Regions from separate parts of the Anser cygnoides genome. Here region 2 is linked to region 1. A link is a contact called in public Hi-C data. All regions are on one chromosome and are shown on one strand. Each heading gives the region's core, a stretch centred on a gene start, on an enhancer-like site or on the middle of the called end of the contact. The rest is flanking DNA. Distances are from core to core; before and after follow the strand shown.

Evidence for each region. A called contact is a pair of places that touch in the nucleus more often than the background predicts.
Region 2: a contact with region 1 is called in a Hi-C map of liver, with 2.7 times the contacts expected there. The contact joins the promoter of CTTNBP2 here to the enhancer-like site in region 1. A contact is called at or near these places in 4 of 7 Hi-C or Micro-C datasets (blood, fetal liver, granulosa cells and 1 more).

Annotation. Positions count from the first base shown.
Region 1 is chr1:27,062,102-27,066,524 of Taihu_goose_T2T_genome, reverse strand. No RefSeq gene overlaps it. Among named protein-coding and RNA genes, the nearest start is that of CTTNBP2, 34 kb to the left of the region's middle. Within about 2 kb of position 2,559, at least 1 of the 3 cell types and tissues checked has open chromatin away from gene starts, as enhancers often do. A contact at or near this core is called in liver, where this site is marked.
Region 2 is chr1:27,097,041-27,101,604 of Taihu_goose_T2T_genome, reverse strand. CTTNBP2 (cortactin binding protein 2) reads right to left here and starts at 3,252. Exons shown (of 23, transcript XM_013190811.3): 1 at 2,852-3,252. The coding sequence starts at 2,968.

The sequences.
Region 1 (4,423 bases), core at 1,310-3,809:
ATGGAAATATGTCATTAGCCCTAAATGTGTTTATCATAAGTGATTAATAGGAATAATTGCCTGTTAGGTAAACAAGAAGTTACAGCAGCTTATGAACTGATTTCTAATGATTCACAGTGCTACACATTCAGACCCAAAGCCAGAGATCAGACTAATCTGGTGACAATGACGGTCTTTAAATGTTTTATGATGTGCTACTTTAATTTAAAAATACTCAGTAAGTGCATAGCTCCTAACATCCCTGCTCCTCCCTGAATCAGGCCACAGATCCCCAGCAGCAGCACAGTGAGACCGAGCAGAGCATATGACTGTCAGTGCCCTGCTTCCAGGTGTTGAGCTGAAGTAGTGTTTTCAGCAAATGCAGTCTGAGGATCACCTACTTTGTCTCCAGGACGGGATCATTCAGGAACTGGAGATCTATAAGAGTAATTAGCCCAGCTTTGAACTCAGGCCTGATGCCCCACCACCACTACCTCTGTTGCTGAATCTCTTCACAGTTCCTTTCCCAAATTTCACTGCATCAAGCCACTCTTTGCTTGAAGACCATCCTGGTGACCTTCAGCCTTCAAACGGCCAAAGCACAGGTGACTAGCCCTGGCCTTCCCTTATGAGCACTGTCTAATACACAGCTGATTTGTATTCAGTGTCAAAAGGCACTCAGAATCCTTACATATAAGATACTCCATTTCTTCACTTCAAAAAACACTTAATATCCAGAGTTAAGACAAAGATGAATGTGTCAACATAATGTCCCACTTTTTATTATGTCTTTGCCTTTTGTATAGAACTAAAACACCTGAAGCTGGACCTTCAGCCTACAACACTTTAGTCCCATAAAATTCTGAAATCTAGCTTAAAGAAAGTTTAAATATCTGATTACAAATTCTGTAATTCTCTCTGTACTCTCTAAGCTGTCATTTCAATACAGGGAACAGTCCTTAGGGAACTGGGATTATTTAACCTAGAGGAAAGGAAGCTCAGGGGAGACTTTATCACTCTCTTCTACTACCTCAAAGGAGGCTTTAGGGGCGTGAGGGTCTGTCTCTTCTCCCAAGCAAGAAGTGATAGAACAAGAAGAAATGGCCTCAACTTGCACCAGGGGAAGTTTAGGTTGGATATCAGTAAAAATTTCTTCACTGAAAGTGTTGTGAGGCATTGGAGCAGGCTGCCCACGGAAGTAGTTGAGTCACCATCCCTGGGGGTATCCAAAAGACGTGTAGATGCGGTGCTTAGGGACATGGTTTAGTGGTAGACTTGGCAGTGCTAGGTGAATATTTGGACTTGATGATCTTGGAAGTCTTTTCCAACCTAAATGATTCTATGATTCTGTGATTCTATTCTATTTTCTTGGGCAAAGCCCTGAGAAAAGTAGACTGACAAATGGGTATCTTTCCGTTCTGATCAAAGTCAAGTTGGAAAGAAGTTAAGAGTGAGAGCTAGGCTTTTGGGTGTGTATTCACCAGGAACATCTATTTGTCTTAATTGCTGCCCAGTCACTTCAAAGGACATTTATTCTAATCTCTAAAATGCAGTACTTTGATTTTCCTGATAAACTGTTTACGATGACCACATTATTCATCACGTAAAGCAGTGAAAAAAAAGAGTCAGATTCTGATATCCCTTACAGTGACATAAATCCATGAAGGCTAATGGAAATATTATAGATTTATGCTCTGCTGAGTGCAGGATTTGGCCCAGCAGCTCTATAAATTCTCTAGTTTTCAGCCTAGCAGGACAGCTACACACACCACATAAGCCTTGACCTATCTGGTTTCTCTGAGAGTTCAGGAGCTTTTAGGGAGTTCGTTCTGTCCCTAATTGAATATGGTTTGTTATTTCTTTTCTCATTCCTGCTATTGACTATACTGATCCCTTTCTAGCATATTTTAATTCCTTCATAAGCTGTACAACACTTGACATTTTGTTATTGCATTAAATTGAAGAGACTGTGTAAAAGCTTGAGCTGACTGCAGCTCAAGTGAAGAGAAGAAAGCAAAGTCACAAGGTCTTCGTTTGAAAGAACGGGAGAAAGTCTCGTGGCAGCCAGGGACTGCTAGCAAGTGGAGGTCTTTGGAGGTAAAGGAGAAACACTAGCTGAGATCGAAGTTCGTGTTTGTAAACCATCAGTGGAGCAACAGGGTACAGCAATAATGATCGCTGATAACAGATAGGCACTTCTGTTTTGGAAAAAAACATAGCTGAATAAATTACATATAACCTAAATTGCAAGTGCTATTCTCTCTTTTGTGCAAACATATTACCAAGACTTCACAACTGGAAGGATTAAGAAAGAGAAAAAAAAGCAGAGGATTTTTTAGAACAGATGTTATTTCACAGGCACGTCAAAAACACATGACTTTCCAGAGATTCTTTAGGAAAGCAAAGAGATTTTTTTTTCAAGTGGTTTCCTAGTCCAAGAATCTTTTATTTATTTATTTATTTTTTGTCAGCTTGAAGAAGTGTGAAGGTTTAAAAGATACAAAGAAGCATTACAGAAATATTTGCCTTGCTTGCAGTTAGAACTGTAGCAGAGCTTGGGACGTATGCTGATCTTTCATGGTGACATGAATGCATGTGCAGTTGGATGGATTGACGTGTTCTGGAAAGTCAATAGGGTGCTACAGTGTGTTAGCCAGTGCTCGGTCAGCCGGACTGTTCGATTAGCTCAGCCTGCCCGTATTCTTTTTCCAGGACAGATTATTTGATGGCTCTGAACAGCTTTGACCTTACTTTACCTCTAGTGTAACATTATACTACCATTATTTATCTTCTAAAAAAGAAATGCTCTTTTCATAAATTAGACTTGCTATTCAGGATAATAGACATGGAACATCAGATGTGAACTTTCTCAACACATTCAGCAAGGTACATAAGATTTTACAAGTGACCAGTTTGGGTGACAACACACTAAACACGTAACCTTTTCTTTAGGAAAATCCTTTGTGTCAAAGGCAGTATTTATCACTGTGATATTTGTAATAAATGAAATAAACCGTTAACTTTCTGTAACAAGGATTTCACTCTGCATGAAGCAAAGAAACTATATATTGAGCCTGGTTACCTTTGTGAAACATCAGAGATTTTAGACATATAATATAAAAATGGGAGTAGTGATTAGCCCAACATCTTTGGCATATCTTGTATAACAGTTTATAAAATTAGCAGTTTTCCTTTATATAACATTTCATCAGTCCTTCAGAGCATCCATAAAATAGTTATTTATCTATATATTAGAGACTGATAAATAGGTAGATAAAGAGATAAAGTATGGCAAAACGAATTCACAGCATTCATGAGAGCTCACGTATCAGAGAGGAACTGTGGTATAAAGCAGAACTCAGAGCTTTTGTTTCTTCCCTTGATCTTTTGTCACTGCAACATCATTCTGAATCTCACAAATACAAGTCTTAATTTGAAAGCACACTTCAGTGAACTCCAGCACTGCTACCTGTCCTAGCTGGAGCCAGACATTCCTTTCAGATCAGCCACACATTTAGAGACCTCTGGAAGTCAGCAGCCCGTGCTTAAGCTTCCCTCACTGTCTCCCCGTGGTGTGTCCTTTCAACAGCTCGCAGGTCTGTCCTCTGTCAGCTCACAGGACTGACGTAATCCAGCCATTTTGGCTTTGTCCCAACATTTTGCTCTGTAACACAACAGCAACGGTAGCAACTCACTGCTGATTTTGTACATTTTGTTAACTGAATGTGTGTAAGAAGGTTTGAAAGAAATGATACTGCAAAACATGCTGATCAGACTTTCTCATTGAAACTAAACATGCAGCCCTATCATTTTTATAAACATCATGCTGCAACTATGCATATACACAGTTCTCAATCGCTTGTGGGCAGGTGACACTGTTGCTAATTAAATGCACTGTGCCATTTCTCAGTCACTCTCCTCTCCTCCAAATGAAGTACAGTGCCATACCTTCCTCTTTCTGACAAAACTGAAGGGTACATGTTGTCCTCACAAAGCCACAGACTGCCCACCACTGATAAAGTTTCATCTCTTGTCTTCAGAAACCTATACGCACATTTTTCAAAAGTAAATACCTCACATGTACTTAATGTGTACTTCATAGCTTAAAGCATACTTCTAGATTACCCATGCCTTTGCTGTAGACAGGCCTTCTCCTCTGCTGCTCCTTTACCCTGGGTGATCAAGACATAACCCCGTGCAATGTGTGCTGGTGGCTCAGCGAGCAGCAGGCTCCTGAGGGGCACGTGGGACTCCAGGGAATCACAACGGGGATGGAGGCTGCGAGGATCCGGAGTCACTCGGCTCCATTTTGCCTGAGCATGCCTGGCGCTCTGAGGTTGGGAACCACAACAGGGCCATGCAGCTCCTCGTGGTGCTCTCCTGTTTCCTTTGCAAAATTTTCCTGACCGTGCTTGCCCAGGTTTCCTTCTGTCTCTCACCTCTG
Region 2 (4,564 bases), core at 2,003-4,502, 34 kb before region 1:
CATCCAAGGGAACTCAGAAGGACAAGACTCTCAGCTTTGCTCCTAAATGTAACACTACAGAACAGCCTAGGCTTTTCTATCACTTTCTCTTGGGTGGGTTGGGGGGGGGGGAAAGCTGGGTGACACATTCTGTCCTTTTCTACAGTGCTTCTAAAAACAGTAAAAACCAAGTCTTTCTTTTCCCCCAGTGATGTTACTGATGGTGTACCTGACAGTGTACCAAGATACAAGAGTTACAGCATGAAGATACCCTACTGTATTGTCCTGCAGTGTACAGTTCCTGATTATACCATAAAAATTGCACATTAGTGCATTACTATTACAAATGCTATTCCTACAGTTTTCCATTGCACCATTTGTGCAATCAGGATTCTGAGAACTAAATCTAAAACTGTACAGAAAACAGTATTTCACTATAACTTGAGTTTAGCATGACTTACAAGACAGCCACCTAGATGTTTATTGTCATCCTAAATGTAAGCAAGATGATCCAATTCATAATTTTATATCTTGAATTTGAAGACAGAAAATAAGCTACTCACAGTAACCCTTCAAAAGGAACACTGGAGTACTGTATAAATATTTTTTAGGAATCTTTTCATTGCCCGTAAGTGTTCTTTTTACTTCCCTATACCAAGGATAAAATGAAATCGACAATTTAACATTTCTAATAGTAAGGGGAAAAAGCGTGCAGTGTAGAGCTGTCACTCCTTCATGACAATGAGAACATCAGATTGCATGAGCAGCTCATACTGCATTGCCTAACAGGACAATATTAAAGCAGTACTTGATTAAGCTACTTTTTTGAATTCTGAAGGTAGTAAGAACATGAAACACTAAAGAATTTAGTATAATTTTTACTCAGAACTAGGACTTGAAAGTATTTGATATTTTGCTTTTATGAATCATCACCTCAATATTCTTTTATATCAAAGCCATGTCATTGTTTTAAAAGACAGCGATGTGATTCACTTCGTAAGGTTTACCTTTTTATTTTTTTAAAGTAAAACTCAATTTCTGTGACAGCGCAGGAGTTAAAATGTGCAAGTGAAATTAACTGGAGAGCCGGAACATGGCTTCAGATAAGAATTTGTGCCTACTTGGAAGAAAAGAATATGTATCTATATAGGGGTATATAGGGGTATATAGGGGTATATAGGGGTATATAGGGGTATATAGGGGTATATAGGGGTATATAGGGGTATATAGGGGTATATAGGGGTATATAGGGGTATATAGGGGTATATAGGGGTATATAGGGGTATATAGGGGTATATAGGGGTATATAGGGGTATATAGGGGTATATAGGGGTATATAGGGGTATATAGGGGTATATAGGGGTATATAGGGGTATATAGGGGTATATAGGGGTATATAGGGGTATATAGGGGTATATAGGGGTATATAGGGGTATATAGGGGTATATAGGGGTATATAGGGGTATATAGGGGTATATAGGGGTATATAGGGGTATATAGGGGTATATAGGGGTATATAGGGGTATATAGGCACACACACACTAGTAGTACCCTCAATTTCCCAGAAACTAGCGCCATCCTGCCTTCTGGGGTTGTTGCTTTCAGAAAAGACCCAGCCTAAACCTCGCAGCTCCTCGGCTGTATTGCCCCCGACCCGGCGCTCGGTTGCAGGGCTGGGCGCTGCCGGGGGGCTCACCCCGGGCTCTGCCGGGCGATGCCCAGGAGCTGAGCCCCCCGGCAGCCCCCCCACAACCCAAGGAGGGCTTCGCAGGGGGGTGAGGAGCCCCAGGGAGCTGGGGGCACCGTGTGGGGCTCAGCCCCGCGCTGAAAGGAGCGGAGCGGGCAGCCCCCGCGCCCCGCCACCGGCTGGCACCGGGGCGTCCCGCACCCCCGGGGGGCTCTGCCCGGCTGCCGTGGGGGGGGGCGCTAGAAGGGAAGGGAAGGAGAAAAAAAGGCTCCTGCGGGCTCGGCAGCCCGGGGAGGGTTATAGGATCGACGTTTCTCCCGGCCCCGGGCGCTGTCACCGCCTCAGCCCGCTCGGGGAGCGGCGGGAAGGCAGCGGGGGGACCCCGGGGGGACCCCGGCGCCCTGCCCTGCCCAGCCCCGCTCTCAGACAGCGGGGAAGGAACAATGGGGGGAGCCCCTCGGGTGGGGAAAGGAGGACGGGGGGACCCCCAGCGCCTCTCCCTTCTTCTCGCCCCTCGGCCGCAGCCGAGCCCCGTCCCGCCCCGGGGGGGAGAAGGAGGGCGGAGGGACGGAGCGGGGGAGGCAGGTCTCCGAGCGCCGCTTCGTCCCATCCCCGCAGCACCCCCTCGGCCGGCCGAGCCGGCTCTAACCCCCCGCGGCCCAGCCGAGCCCGTTACCGCCGCCGTAGCCGCCGAGTCGTCCCGGGCGCCGGAGCCCGGCTCGCCGCTCGCTCCCTCCGTCGCCATCTTCCCGCTGGAACGGCTCCGGCGCGGAGCGCGGCGCGGAGCCTTGTGGCAGCCGCCGCCGCCGCCGCCAAGGCGCTTAACCCCCTCCCCGCCGGCACCGAGCCCACCGGCAGCGGGGAGCTTAACCCCTCCGCCGCCGCTCCGAGCCGCCCCGGGCGAGCGAATCCCGGCGCTGGGCCAGCGGGAGCTCCGCTTTCCCCTCCTCCCCTCCGCCCCCCGCCATCGGGCGGAGGAGGGGGGAGCGGGACCCCGCGGCGGGCTGCCCGCCCGCGGTGGTGGCTGAGGGGAGTGCCCCTGGCACGGCGCGGCCCGGGCCCCGCGCAGGCACCTCTCGCCTCCTTCCCTTCCCTGCCTCCGCCGTGGCTTGGGAGGAGGAGAGTGGAAAGAGAGGGTAGAGGGGGGAAAGAAAGAGAAGATCCGGTGCGGTGGGCTTGGCTCACCTGGCCGGTTAGATCCAGCTGAAGTCTTTCGGGGAAGGGCACCTCTCTCTTTCTGGGGGGCCTGACAGGAAAGAGCACCTCTCCCACCGCCTCCCCTGTGGAGGGGGGGACACACATGGCTGTCACCAGCCCTTGTTTACAGACATGTTTTCGAGCCGGAGTGGCTTCAGAGCCTCTGTGAGGTGGACCTTCGTGCAGGCCTAGTGCTTTGAGGCCAGGTTAAAGAAAGCATCCCTGCGGCAGCCCTAGAGCTCATCCTGGCTTGGGGCTGCCTTTTGCCTTTCCAGACCAGTACCTAAGTCAAAGCCTGCTTTAACCCCTCCAGAGGAAGTTTCAGGCCATCATGTTAAGCCCACTACCCCATAGGCTATCTGCATGTCTGCCCCCCAAGAACATACGCCTTCCTCCAGGAGATGTTCCTCAAAGCCTTGCCTCAGCTCTTTTCCCCCTCAATGAGAACCCACCTGCCTAGCTATAGGCCAAATCTAAATGAACTCTTCTCTAGAAGAAACAAATCCGTGACAAGCCAAACTTGGGACCTGGTTATTCTACAGCCTCATATAACTTCCACATATAACACAAGTAATTCCAAGGAGCCTTGCTGGTCTCCTTGTCTAATAGGGACACCTCACTTTCAGGTTTATTTCCAATTCCTTTGGCACCATGACCAGGAGAAAGAGACTGATGACTTCCCTTGATCAAAGTCAGCAAAAATGTTCTTCTAAGAATGCTGCATTTGAGGATATATGTAAAAACATACATGAACTTTCCCCTATACATAGCTGCATAGCTGGAAGGGGAACCAAGAGCAACAAGAGGAATAAACAACCGTGATACAAATGTAGGCTGAACAGTGCAGAATTCATTGTACAGGATCCATTACAGTGCACAGAAACTCTCCAGTCAAATAGATGCACCCTGGGTTTAGGAGTTTTTTAGTTTTTTTTTTTTTTGGTTGTTTTTTTTTTTTTCCTTAAAAGTCATACAGCTTTCCTCCTACTCAAGTTTTTCACTTTCTATAGCTGTGGTGAGTGCTCACATCCCTTTCACTGCTGAAGCAGAGAAACTCCATTGATGACAGAGCCTAAACCTACTTATTTTATTCAGTTCCCAGAACTCTAATACCATTTAGTTGGTTTCATAATATATTGCCACTGCTTACTTTATTGAGAGCAAAGTACCATACATTACTAATTATTTATATAAAGTTCTAAGAGTATGTGGTGCTTTGCCGTTGAGAATCTCATTGAAAAGTCACTTGTTTCATATGGATATCATCATATTTACTCCACTGCAAAATGATTTTTAACTTTTTAACTGGTTTGAGAGTATCTTTTATTGAATCCTGTCCACCATTATCATGGCCAATATTTCGCTGTTGTTTAACTTGTGTTGTAATCATCTGCTCGCCATCACAGTTACCTAAGTGTTTTTCTGTCTGAGCTGGTACAAAGCATTCACACGACATACCATGTAAGTTTTATATTCTTTAACTCCATCTGCATCACAGCAGTAATGTAGCAAAGGATGCATCATTTATCTCTTGCTCTGCTGAGATCATAAACTCTGGTTTAACTGATATTTTATCAATTACTGAGTGTACATTTATCAAAATAACAATGCATATTAGATTAGTCACAGCTTACCATCTCAGGCTTGAAAACTGTTCTCTCTTTCCTCATCTGAAGATAAATTTAGAAACGATTTCTGAGA